Regions from separate parts of the Oryctolagus cuniculus genome. Here region 1 is linked to region 2. A link is a contact called in public Micro-C data. All regions are on one chromosome and are shown on one strand. Each heading gives the region's core, a stretch centred on a gene start, on an enhancer-like site or on the middle of the called end of the contact. The rest is flanking DNA. Distances are from core to core; before and after follow the strand shown.

Region 1 (5,726 bases), core at 3,147-5,646, 59 kb before region 2:
TGGATGCCTGGGTTTGATTCTTCTGACTCTAGCTTCCTGCCAGTGAAGCCCCTGGGAAGCAGCAGTACTGGCTAAAGTAATTGGGCTCCTGCCAACTATGTGGGAGACCTGGACTGAGTTCCCTGCTCAGCTTCGGCCCTGCCCCGGTGGAATGAACCAGAAGATGAAAGCTAGCTCTTTTTATCTGTCACTATCTCCTCTGCCTCTTTTTTTTTTTTTTTAAGATTGATTTATTTATTTGATAGGCAGAGATACAGAGAGAGGAGGAGAGAAAAGAGGAGTGAGAGAGAGGTCTTCCACCTGCTGGTTCACTCCTCAAATGGCCACCATGGTCCGGGTTGGGCCAGGGCAAAGCCAAGAGCCAGGAGCTTCATCCAGGTCTTCTGCGTGAGTGCAGCATTCTGCTGCTGCCTTCCCAGTCGCAGTAGCAGGGAGTTGGATTGGAAGTGAAGCAGCTGGGATTCAAACCAGAACCCATACAGGATTACTGGCCCTGCGGGGGGAGGCCTAGCTATCTATGCCACAGTGCTGGCCCCCTCTGCCTCTTGTTAAAAAACAAATGAGGGGAGTGCATTGGTGCCAGCAGCAAGATGCCATTTGGTTTAACTGCATCCCAGATGGGGGTGCCTAGGTTGGAGTCCCAGCTCCATTTCGGATTCCAGCTTCCTGCTAATTCTCACCCTGGAAGTCAGCAGGTGATGGGCTCAAGTACTTGGGCCCCTACCACCCAAAAGAGACCTTGATTGAGTTCTGGGTTCCTAATGTCAAGCAGTCCCATTCCTGGCTGTTATAAGCGTTTGGGGGAGTGATTCAGCAGCTAGGAGATCCCTCTCTCTACCTTTCAAATGAATAAAAATAAAAATTCATTTAAAAAAAGTATTTAAAAGAGAGTTATGATAGAGGAGAAAAAGAAATAAAGTATAAAATCTTAGGTGGATCAGAGTGGACAGTGAGAGAGAGAGAGAGATAGAGAGAAAGGTCTTCCTTTGCCGTTGGTTCACCCTCCAATGGCTGCCAAGGCCGGCGCACCGCGCTGATCCGATGGCAGGAGCCAGGTACTTATCCTGGTCTCCCATGGGGTGCAGGGCCCAAGGACTTGGGCCATCCTCCACTGCACTCCCTGGCCACAGCAGAGAGCTGGCCTGGAAGAGGGGCAACCGGGACAGAATCCGGCGCCCCAACCGGGACTAGAACCCGGTGTGCCAGCACCGCAAGGCGGAGGATTAGCCTAGTGAGCCGCAGCGCCGGCGGCTAATAGTAATTTTGAGACTTTGGGGTTTTGTTGCCTGCAGACTTGGTAGAACATTCTCTTCTGCTTAGAAAACTGGCTTCGGAGGTTACAAACTTTACCATGGAAGATAAATCTTAGTTATAGGTCAAAGTTGGCTTCTGACTTTGTAGCATTAAAATGTAAAGTAGTCACTTTTGTTTATTTCTCATTCACATCTCACTTTGATCACATTTCTTTAAATGTGAAGAATTCTTATACCTCATGTATTTACCAGGGCACCTCAATAAGTTCATGGAAAAAATAAACTTGTCTTTCAATTCCACTTTCCCAGGAGTTTTTTGAAACACCCTCACTTCAAAATAACAGATAATGACTACTATAAGGAAAACATTTAATTCTAGATTTACACTGTTCTTGCTACTTCATTGCTGAAAGAGATTTGATGTCAAGTGGCCAAGCTCTTTTAATAATTTGTTGTTCCTCAATTTCCGGAACACAGATATAATGAATTCCTTTTTCAAGATCATTCTCACACTGGCATAAAATCATAGCTATGGAAGTACTGTCCCCCCAGAAAAAGACAGAACACATCTTAAAATACAAAGCCTAGTTGAGCATACGCAAAACTCCCCCAAAACAGGGTTCATTTTGTTGTTTTGAGAAGAGACCATCTCATTCCCAATTTTCTGTTCCTTTCTATCATATATTGTGTTCTGAAATGTACACCTGGGCCTCACAAAGAACTTGACCTTCTATAATTTCAAAGTCACCAAGTGCAATCATTCTAGCCAAAGTGACCCATTTAAAAAGATGACCCATTTAAAAACCCATGAGTTATCACTCAAGCTGTTCTACATTTGAAAATTAGAGAGCTGTCTCCTTTCCCTACAACCTCACTATTTAAATATCTTCTATGAACCAGGAAATGTGATCTCCACGTAAATGACATTACCTGACAGGGCCTGCCTTTTTCTTTTGCAAATTCGTTGCCACCTACTGAACATTCTTTGTCAGCAAAGCCATTCTACACATCAATAGGCACAACTGAAACCCAGCTCGCGCCCTCTCGGTCCTAACACGGGCCCATCCTAAGGGATCAATTAGGGCCCCTGAGACCGAGATGACCAAGCTGAATCAAGCCACCCTCAGCTCCATAAATACTCCTGGGAAGGAGAGGCAGGGGCAGGAGACAGGTTTAAGTATATAATGGAAACATTTCAGGTGTTGGCTTTATCTTGCTTTAAAAGCAAGAGTTGGAAAAAAAAAATTCCCTTTCCCCCTAGCGACAAGGCATCAAATCTACCACCCGTTTCCTGTGAGGAAGTTAAAATGTTCGTTTCTCATCACTCATCACGCTTTCAGAAAGTTCAGCGCCACTACTAACTTCAACTACCTTCCAGCATCCTTTTCTGGGTCAGTGTCAGCTTCTCCCATTCCACTCTCCCTTCCCCCATAGGGACCGGGCAAGGTTTCCCAAAATAAAGGCGCGCAGGAACAAATCCAGTCCTAATGGCTGTGCTTTCATTAGAGAATTAGCCTAAATACAAGCCACCGGCCACCGCTGCGGTTGCAACTTCGGTGCCCTTTAAAACGACCCGTGCCCATCGAAAACCAACACTGGAAAAGAAAAAAGATAGTGTGGCCAGAGACAAATGCAACTTGTATGGCCCCCGAGCAAGCAAGCGACCGCGCCTTAAGATGCGAAGTTAGATTCCGCAGAGCGAAGCCAAGAGCAGCCGCTGCTCGCTTGCCCCCTCCAGTCCACTTCCCCGTTTGCATTTCCCCAGCAGGAACTCGCCGCGAGCTTCCCCGTCAGCCAGTTTCCTCCTTTCGGCTCGGAGTCCGCTCCGCAGCCGGGCGGGGGCGGCGAGTCTGGAATCCCCGGCCGGACACCGAGGCCGCGGAGCCGCGTTCGCCTCGCCGCTCCCGCGTTCGGGAGGGTCCCGGCATCGCGGACTCCCCGGGACGGGGGAAGCTGTCCCCTCAGCCCCACCTGATGCACCTGGGGAGTGGCTCGGCGCCGGGACCAGGACGCCCGGTGCCCGCGCTGGCTGGCCGCAGCGAACAAAGGCGCCCCGGGAAGCTATCGCGGCTCCCTCCTCGGACGGCGGGCAGCCTTGCCCGGCGGCGAGAAGGGCCTGCCCCGCTTCCACACGCCGGGCCGCCCCGGGGCCGAGAGTCCACCCCCGCCGCGCGTCCCCGGTCCAGCGCACATTCCAACCTGACGTCCAGGAGCCAGCCACGTGAACAAGTGCGCCTTCGCCTCCCGGCATCCGCGCCGAGACCCTGGCCCGGCCCGAGCACAAGGGACTGAGTGGCGAGAGCGGTCCGGGCGAGGAGGCGCGGCGGGCGGCCCGGCAGGCAGGCAGGGGCGGGGCGCAGGCCGGGCGGCCGCGGCCCGCAACCTCGCGGAGCACCGAGAGGCGGCCCGCTCGGGTCGGCGGCACAAAGAACCCACCGCGCTGGGGCTCGACGCTGCTCCCGCCAAGCGTGCTAGCACTTCCCCATTCCTCGTTCCGGAAGGGAAGGGAGGCCGCGTGGCCACCCTCACCGGGGCCCCGCCGGTCACGATGCGTGCGGCTGCACAAGGGCTTGCGGCCGTGCGCTCGGTCGCGGCTCAGTCCCACGAGAGGAGGCGGCCCAGGGCCCCTGGTCCAGAGGCGGCGCCCAGGGGACTGCGGGTGCGTGCGTCCCGCGCCAGCAGCGGCGACTCAGCGCCGGGACCACTCTCCGCTGAGTAACTGGCGCGTTCGCCTATCATCTTATTTTGCTTTTCTCGAGCAAGAGTTCTCTGGGCAGGCGAGTCCTGCTGCAGGGGTCCTTGTCACTCGCCAGAAGCCTCCCGCTTCCGGTAAGTAACAAAGGAAGGACACTAACTCAAGGCAAACCAGGGCTGCACGGCCGCGGCCCCTTTTTTAAAATCGGCCCCTCCCCCGCGGGCCGGCTCTCCCGGTGGCTTTTCGTCCCCCTCGGTGACCGGCGTCCTTCCAGGGGAGCGGCCGGCAGAACTCACCGCGTCCGAGTCCCCGCCGCCGAGCGAGAGTCACACTGGGTTCCAAGAACAAAACTTGGCGGGCTTTAAACCTGGGGCGGGGGCCGGGCCGCCGGCGCTGGTTCGGCGCGTGTCCCCGGCGGGGAGCGGGCAGGAGCCGGCCGGATGGGGGCGGGCCCAGTCGGGGGCTCCGGGCGAGGGCGCGGGCGCGGCGGCTGCGAGCTTCCCCGCAGCGCGCTCGCTCCGCGCAGCCCTGAGCGTCACGGCCCGGCTCCCCCGGCACCGTCCGGCCGTGGTTGTGAAGGTGCCCGCCCCGCCCCGGTTTGTTCTCGCCTGTGGGTGTGGGCTCCGGGAAGTGCTCGCCCGCGCCTCTTCAGGTAACTGAGTTCATTTACTCGGATGACCCGCCGTGAGCCGCCAGCCACACGCTTGTCCTCGGCGAGCTGCGCGGGACCAGGCGATGGCCAAGGAGAGGAGAGAATATAAGCAACACCCTTGACCTATCTGGTTTCTGTGTCCCCAAATACTATTCAACGTCCCCCCTCACCCCCATAGACCAAAACGCCCGCGGTCCACGAGGGTCCTCTTTTGAGCGGTTTTGTAACTTCGTGTTCGTGCTTTAGAACACATTTGAGAAACAAAAGAGCCAAACCCAGGACTTCAGCAAGAAAAACGCTTCGGGTTTGTTACTGTGTGAAAGGAGTGAGGCCAGGAGTGAGTTAGCCCGAGTTTAAAGCTGCATTGTGGGTTGGTGTCTCCGGCTCGACTTTAAGGACGCCTAGAATTGGCCTTCAGCCTCTTTGTCAGTGGGGCAGATCTTTTCGCGGATTCCCTGTAGAGGGCAGGATTGCCGCCCTCTACTTGGTGCTGTGGACCACACTCAGGTATTTACCTACCGTGAGTCACAGGGAGGCCCTGACAACCACCCATCAATAGGCTGATTCATTGTCACCACACTGCTAATCACACCCCTTCTCTAATAAAATCTCTTTTTAAAAAGGTTGACTTATTTATTTGAAAGACAGAGTGACTAAGAGAAAGAGATCTTGGAATCTGCAATTCACTCCCCGGATGGCTGCACTGCCAGGAGCAGAGAACTTTCTCCAGGTCTCTCACACGGGTGGCAGGGACCCAAGCACGTGGGCCATTATCCATGCTTTGCAAGGTGCATTAGCAGGGAGCTGGATTGAAAGTGGAGCAGTCCACGTTGCAGACAGTGGCTTAACCCACTGGGCCACAATGCTGGCTTCTCTAATAAAAATTGATAGTAATCCCACTTAACCCCCCCCCCCAGGTCTCTCATATGTGGGGTGAATTTATGTGCAAATAATCAACTATGAATATATTCCTTTCAGGTCATTTGAAATCCATGTGTCAACACACCCATGTTGCACACACACAAATGCGTTGGGCTACCCACAAGAAATGCAAGCTGACCCCCAAACTGATAAGCACATATAAATACTATATGTTCGGCTGGTACTGTGGCGTAATGGGTAAAAC
Region 2 (6,198 bases), core at 3,029-5,528:
TGGCCATCTGGGGAGTGAACCAGCAGTTGGAAGACCTCTCTGTCTCTCCCTCTCTCTGCCTGTAACTCTGCCTCTCAACTAAAGATGGCAAACCTAGGGTGCCATCTGTGCTCCCCTAGTCCGTGTCTTTGCCTCTCTCTCTCCCTGCTGTCATTGCCTCCCCGGTTTCATCTGGAAGTCCTCTCAACAAATCTGCACAACTTGCATCTGGGCACCTGATGTAAGACAGCAGCAGCAGAGGCCCTGGAAAGGACGGAATTCTGGTGTTGGGTCCCTTGCTGGCCAAAGGCGGTGAGGGCCCCCTCGCTGGCGTCAGGAGGAGCATGGAGAGTCGGGGTCCCTGGCCTGCTCTAGCAGGTTCATTGCTAAGACCTTCACTTGGGGTTGACTCGGGGTCTGTAAGGCGGACAGGGATGCGGCCCCCCGTGCAGCGTCTGTAGCATCCGGGAGAGGTGGGGAGAGCAGCATCTGTCAGGATGGTGGAAGTGGGAGTCCGTTAAGCATTTCTGGTGCATGGAAGAGAGAAAGTGACGGGCTCAGATTAGTCCCCAGTGTAAGTGCCACAAGGGGTCCAAGGGTCTCCTTGCCAGTGTTGAGCCCCTGTCTCCTGTTAGCACAGGACAAAGTGAGCAGAAGAGCATATGGCAGCACTTACAAGAAGGTGAATTCTCAGCTGAGGCACCTGCCACCTGCATCAGGGGGCTCCTGGTGCCATTCGGCGAGCAGGCAAGGCCAGGCCCTGAGAGGGAAGATGAGGGGCCCCAAAACTCGGGGTGCAGTCCCTTGGCCCTGTGGGCTGGCAGCCGTGGCCCACTCCTCTGTGTGGGACAACAGCTCTTTCCCCGGCCCCTGAGACTCAAATAAGGCACGCGAGACCATGTCTGCCCGTCCCAGGGTTCGTCCCTGCTGTTCTTCCTGACGCCCTGCAGAACTAGAAGCGGGATCAGACTGCAAATGGTTTGACCGAGGAAGAGGCACTCCGACCCACAGGAAGGCGCTTGAAGTGTAAGGAACTGGAGGCAGGGAGTGGGCACTGAGCCCGGCAGTTCAGACGCCCGCATCTCACACGGGCTTGCTCGCTCCTGACTCCAGGTGCCTGCTCAGTGCAGACGCTGGGATGCAGCAGGGACGCTCAAGTCAGTGAACTCCGACTGCTCAGGTGGAAGAACCTGGACTGTGTTCCCAGATCCCGGATCCGGCCATAGCCCAGCCCTGGCCCTTCTGGGCATTTGGGGGCTGAAGCAGCAGTTGGGGGGCGCGCGTTCTCTCTCTCTCTCTCTGACTCAGATGAATAAAAAGCAAGAACCTTTGATGCTTTAACGCTTCCCAGAGGAGATCCATGCAGATCCGTAACAAAGCGATCAGGCCGACTGGATGCCTCGGCTGGTAACGTCAGCCAGCTTCCGCCTTGGCGCCTCAGTGCCGGCAGCTTGGGCTCATAAACAGAGAAGCCTTGGTGGCAGAACTGGAGGCCATGCATGGGCCCAGCGGGGTGGGCTGCCCAGCGTGGAGATGGAGCCAGCCCTGAGCCACGGCGATTTCATCAGACCCCGCAGGCTGGGAAGTGCAGTGTGTGATCAGTTGTACAACATTGCTTCCATCAAGAGACTCTCTGAGGCAAAACAGGACTCACCGTGGACAAGGGACACAGACCCACCCCATTCAGAAGCTGCCGGCTTCACAGTGGACTGGGACAGCCTCTTGGTGGCGAGGGGGGGCCACGGTTTGAACATGGCACTGTGGGGATGCTGTCCTTCAGGGAGCAGTGGGTACCTTAATGCAACAGCTATTTTTGTGGCGCTGTGCCCCAGTAGGCAGAATGTATATGAGTGTGGGAGGCAAGAGAATGGAGAAGTTATGACCTCACTCCTAGTGACCCCCGGGGAGTTTGTGCCCCCCACCCCTGCAGTTTCAGTCTCCGTGGGTCTGGAGTGGGTTCAGTTCCCAAGGGGGACAACTTCTACAAGAGGGTGCAGGGAGAGTCCTGTTAGCCACCATCTCCCTCCCACTCGTTCTAGAAACACACCACACATGCCCACGCCCACCCCATTTGGCACTTCCGGTGGTGGCCACGTACTGGGTGTCCCCAGCTCTCAGCAGCTGATGGCTTTTTTACACGCCCACTCACGGCGGCACCTGGACAGAGAGTTGAGCGGTATCCTAGTGGGTCACCTGCTCGTCACACACACCCCTGTCCACCTCCTTGTAATGATTGGCACCAGTGCCTGCTCCCAGGAAGGCACCTGCAGGACACAGTGACAGGGCTGCTCACGCCGATGGGGACAGGGCCCGGGTGGCATAGGGAGGACCCATGCAGTTTCCTGACAGGACAGGCCTGGCTCAGGTGGGTTTGCAGGTTCTGGTGCTACTGGGGAACCAAACCCCCTCTCCGGCAGCTGACAGTGAGAATGAAGGAGTGGGTTCCTGGCTTGGATTGTGTGGAAAAGTTTGAATTCTGAAGTTAGGTTTGTCTGTGATGTGCAGAGTCCTGGCTGTGGGGAAGATACATGAGGTAAGAATGACCATCGTATCAGAAGAGCCTCTTCTTGTGGACCTTGGAGAGCTGTGGGCGCCCCTGCAGGCCTCGTTGCAGCTCCCCTGTCTGTCCCTCAGGGTCTTGGAGGTGACCTTGGAGGTGACCTAGGGACTGTCTTATGCAGGAGGGGTATCTCTGCCAATTTTGGTGGCATTTCCTTTGGAACCTAGATGATTTCATTATTATTTTTATTTTCTTGTTTTTCAAAATGATTTCATGCACTCTGTTTATATTTTTAAAAATGTTTATATATTTATTTGAAAGGCAGAGCTACAGAGAGAGAGCGATCTTCCATCCCATGCTCATATTCTAATGAAAATAAGTTCTAGCAGAATCCTTTCTGGTGAGATGGTGGATGATTTTAGGTAACTAACCAACTGGTTTTATTCAAATGTCAGTTTCCACAAGGAAACTAGTTTAACTTTCCTTTTCTGATCATAAAAAGGAATGTACATATTATAGGTTGTAAAAAATATAGAAAATCCAGAGGTTGGCATTGTGGTACAGCAGGTTAAGCTGCCGCCCGCGATACTGGCATTCTATATCAGAGTGCCAGAGCGCTCGTTTGGGTCCCGGCTGCTCTGCTTCTGAGCCAGCTCCCTGCTAACGGACCTGGGTAAGCAGTGGAAGATGCTCCTGCCACCCACATCCAGGGGGAGGTCAAGGCTTGGCTTTGGTCCAAGCCAGCCCTGGCCCTTCTGGCCATTTGGGGAGTGAACCAGCAGACAGAAGATCGTTCTCTCTCCTACTCTTTCTCTTACTAAATAAATGTATTTTAAAAATCCAGAAAAATGCAAATAAGACATATTCAGTTATGAAAACTGTGAATATCTTCCAGACTTTGTCTACAAAATTGTGTAATTTTTTAAAAAAAAGATGTATTTATTTATTTGAAAGGCAGAATTCTAGAGAGAGAAGGAGAGACAGAGAGCCACAGCACTGACTCCCAGTGTGATTTTTTTTTTTTTTTAATAATTAGAGGCATACTAAAGTTGGAAAACTCCCATTAACTATCTGGTGAAATGGCAAGGTTGGGCGCTAAGAGGTGGGCTCCCAGCTGTTGCAGTCACCTTGGAAGTACAAGACACCTGGCCCAGGCTGCCCTGGAAGCTAGCAACGACTCTGACAACAGAAAATGCACACACACATCCCACACACACACACATACCCTGAGAATATGCAGAATCTGAAAGCGATTCGTTGGACAAGCTACTTCTCAGCCAGAGCAAACGAAATGGACACTTCAGCTATGGAACCACGTACATCTCCAAGTCGACCCCAGGGGCCACCAAGCAGAAGGCCGCAACCCAACCTCGGCTGCTGGAAGCGTTCTGGAGCTGTCTCTTGTCAGGAGCTCTGGAGAGCTGCCTTCAGAATGGACCAGAGTTGGGGCTTGATTAGCAACTGCCTGATGACTATGGGCCCAAACGGGCCACAGCACCCCTCTGGATGCATTACTTCTTTGTGCTTAAATTCCATTTTCCTGTTTGCATTACAAAGCGGAGTTCCTTCCACGTGGCTCTGCTGTGGGGTCAGTGAGGGGCGGCCCTGTTTGCACAGCACCCTCAGCAGTTCTTTCAAAGAGGAAGGAAGCAACGCCCTGCCCCGGGGCTTAGGCATCCTGTTTGTGGCCGCTCCCTGCCCCAAAGTGGAAAAGATGCACATGCTAGGGATGTGCTTTCAAAGGGTGTGTAACTGTGAAGATCAGAGAAAAAGCAGAGAAGTGCCGTTTGCCCACTTAACAGCTGAGTTTTCCGAACTGCTGCCAAATGAGCAGGCTCCACGGCGGTCCCATGGCGCCATCCAGTGGACAGCAGGGGGAAAGCCATGATTTCGTCTTCTAAATCTAATTTACCAAATCAGTGTCTTCCTAAGAGGATCATTTAAGTTCACTAAGGGTTCGCTTGTCGTTCATTCAGTTTGTTTAAGCAAAAGAAAAGCTTAGAATTCTAAACACGAAACGCTAAAGCTGGACTCCTGAACCAGTTAGGGGTTATGTAACGTAAACTATAAAGCTCAGCCACTAGGGACAGAGAGGACTTCACTCCCTTGGTTCTCAGAGCCCGCGCACCTTGGCCGGGACCAGAGGCATCCCAGGCATTCTCCAAGAATGCAGACGGGGGCAGACTGACCTCCTCCAGACCTGAGTAGTAGCGGCAGCCCTGGGGTGCCCCGGGCTGTTCCCAGCAACCCGCTGGGTATTATCAAGCGCTGGTTGCTGGACTCCTGTGAGTCATCAGGCATTTTACTTTATCAGCATTTCTGCTCATCCTTACAGCACTGCTAAAGAGATATTAGTGTCTCCACTTAACAGATAAGGAAACCCACTCTCAGAGATCAGCCCCTGCTTGATTTTAGCTTCTGCCTCTGGTTCCGCCCCTCTGGCTGGGCAGCTGGGAGCCGTGTTTCTGCCACCAGGGTCCAGGGGTGCACAGGGCATCCCGTGGTGAGATGGAGTGCTGCCAGGACCTTCTTCTGGGGGCTGCATCCTGATGACCTGCTCTACCCCAACCCCCTCTCAAGGCTCCCCCACCCATGCCGTAATTGCATTCAGTGCCACCCTCACTGTATCATTAACTTAAGATTTGGGGGACCAGGTCTTTAACACGTGGGCCCTTGAGGGGCGATACCGAAGACCTGGGAAGCCGGCAAGCTGCACCTGCAGAGGCCTGGGCCAGGGTCCACCATCCAGGGATCAGCACACTCGGGTCCTGGCCTGGGGCCCCTGAGCAAGGCCCGCTGTGCCCACAGCACTGGTGGGGCACCTGGGAGCCGCACTCTCTACCCTGGGAAACAGGACTCCCACTGTAGGACATCCCCTGAGGTTCGCAGGCTCTGAGAATTTTGTCTTCCAGGAGCGGAGAGGATTCAGGGTGCTGGGTTGTCGTCTGCTGCGGGGAGCCTAGGGCCCTGGGGGGAGGGGACACGTGAGGGCCAGCAGGTGCAGCTGTCTCCTGTCACTCTCCCGGCCACACCCCATGGCGCCCTCCTGCTTTGTCCCCTGTAGGACAGACAAGGACACCAACCTTGCAAGGCTCAGTGTTGCTCCCTAAGATTTTGCTTTAATGTTTAGAAATGCACCTGTGTGTGTGTGTATGCCCGCCCGCCCGGGTTGGGGGTAAATTTGCATCTCCCTGGGGTTGCACTCTTAGGAGTATGGAAACACTGCTCTGGACTAAACTGGGAGACCGTCACCTGGGACACCAGGAGCTGAGGCCACAGCGCCAGCCGTGTGGTCCCGGGAACATCTCTGTCTTTGTCCTGATTAGAGGCTGTGGCTGGGGTCTGGGTCTTGACCATGCATGCAGGACAGGAGCCTTCCTCTCTACAGGCCCTCGCAGACCCTTGCCTGCTCCAGGGAATGGCCTTCGGTGCAGTCAGACGCCTGAGGGCCCCTCCTGGCCAGGACGGTACCCCGCCCCTCCCCACAGGGCCGAGACTCCCTTCCCCCAGAGCAGGGGCTGGGGCGCCTCCCAGCCTGCACACCCCAGGCTGCCCCGATCTTCTCTTTAGGGCAATCACCGGCCAGGAGCAAGCAGCGAGCTGATGAGTGACAGGTGTGAGGGCTGGGGAGGCCCGGCTCCCGGGGTGGGCACGGACGGAGGGGCCATGCCCCAACCCCCACAGCAAACCCACGTCTGCCCCTTTCTGTTCCCAAGGCT

What was found. Hi-C and Micro-C count contacts between places; a contact is called where the count stands out from the background.
Region 1: a contact with region 2 is called in a Micro-C map of ear pinna, with 3 times the contacts expected there. The contact joins the promoter of B3GNT5 here to the enhancer-like site in region 2. A contact is called at or near these places in 3 of 6 Hi-C or Micro-C datasets (ear pinna, psoas muscle and an unstated tissue).

What each region holds. Positions count from the first base shown.
Region 1 is chr4:92,819,565-92,825,290 of mOryCun1.1, reverse strand. It overlaps B3GNT5 (UDP-GlcNAc:betaGal beta-1,3-N-acetylglucosaminyltransferase 5), which reads right to left and starts at 4,396. Exons shown (of 3, transcript XM_008266633.4): 1 at 4,245-4,396. The region is part of intron 15 of MCF2L2 (MCF.2 cell line derived transforming sequence-like 2); the gene reads left to right.
Region 2 is chr4:92,759,806-92,766,003 of mOryCun1.1, reverse strand. It overlaps MCF2L2 (MCF.2 cell line derived transforming sequence-like 2), which reads left to right. Exons shown (of 30, transcript XM_070072393.1): 28 at 6,196-6,198. Among named protein-coding and RNA genes, the nearest start is that of ADIPOQ, 23 kb to the right of the region's middle. Within about 2 kb of position 4,278, at least 3 of the 8 cell types and tissues checked have an H3K27ac peak or open chromatin away from gene starts, as enhancers often do. A contact at or near this core is called in ear pinna, where this site is marked.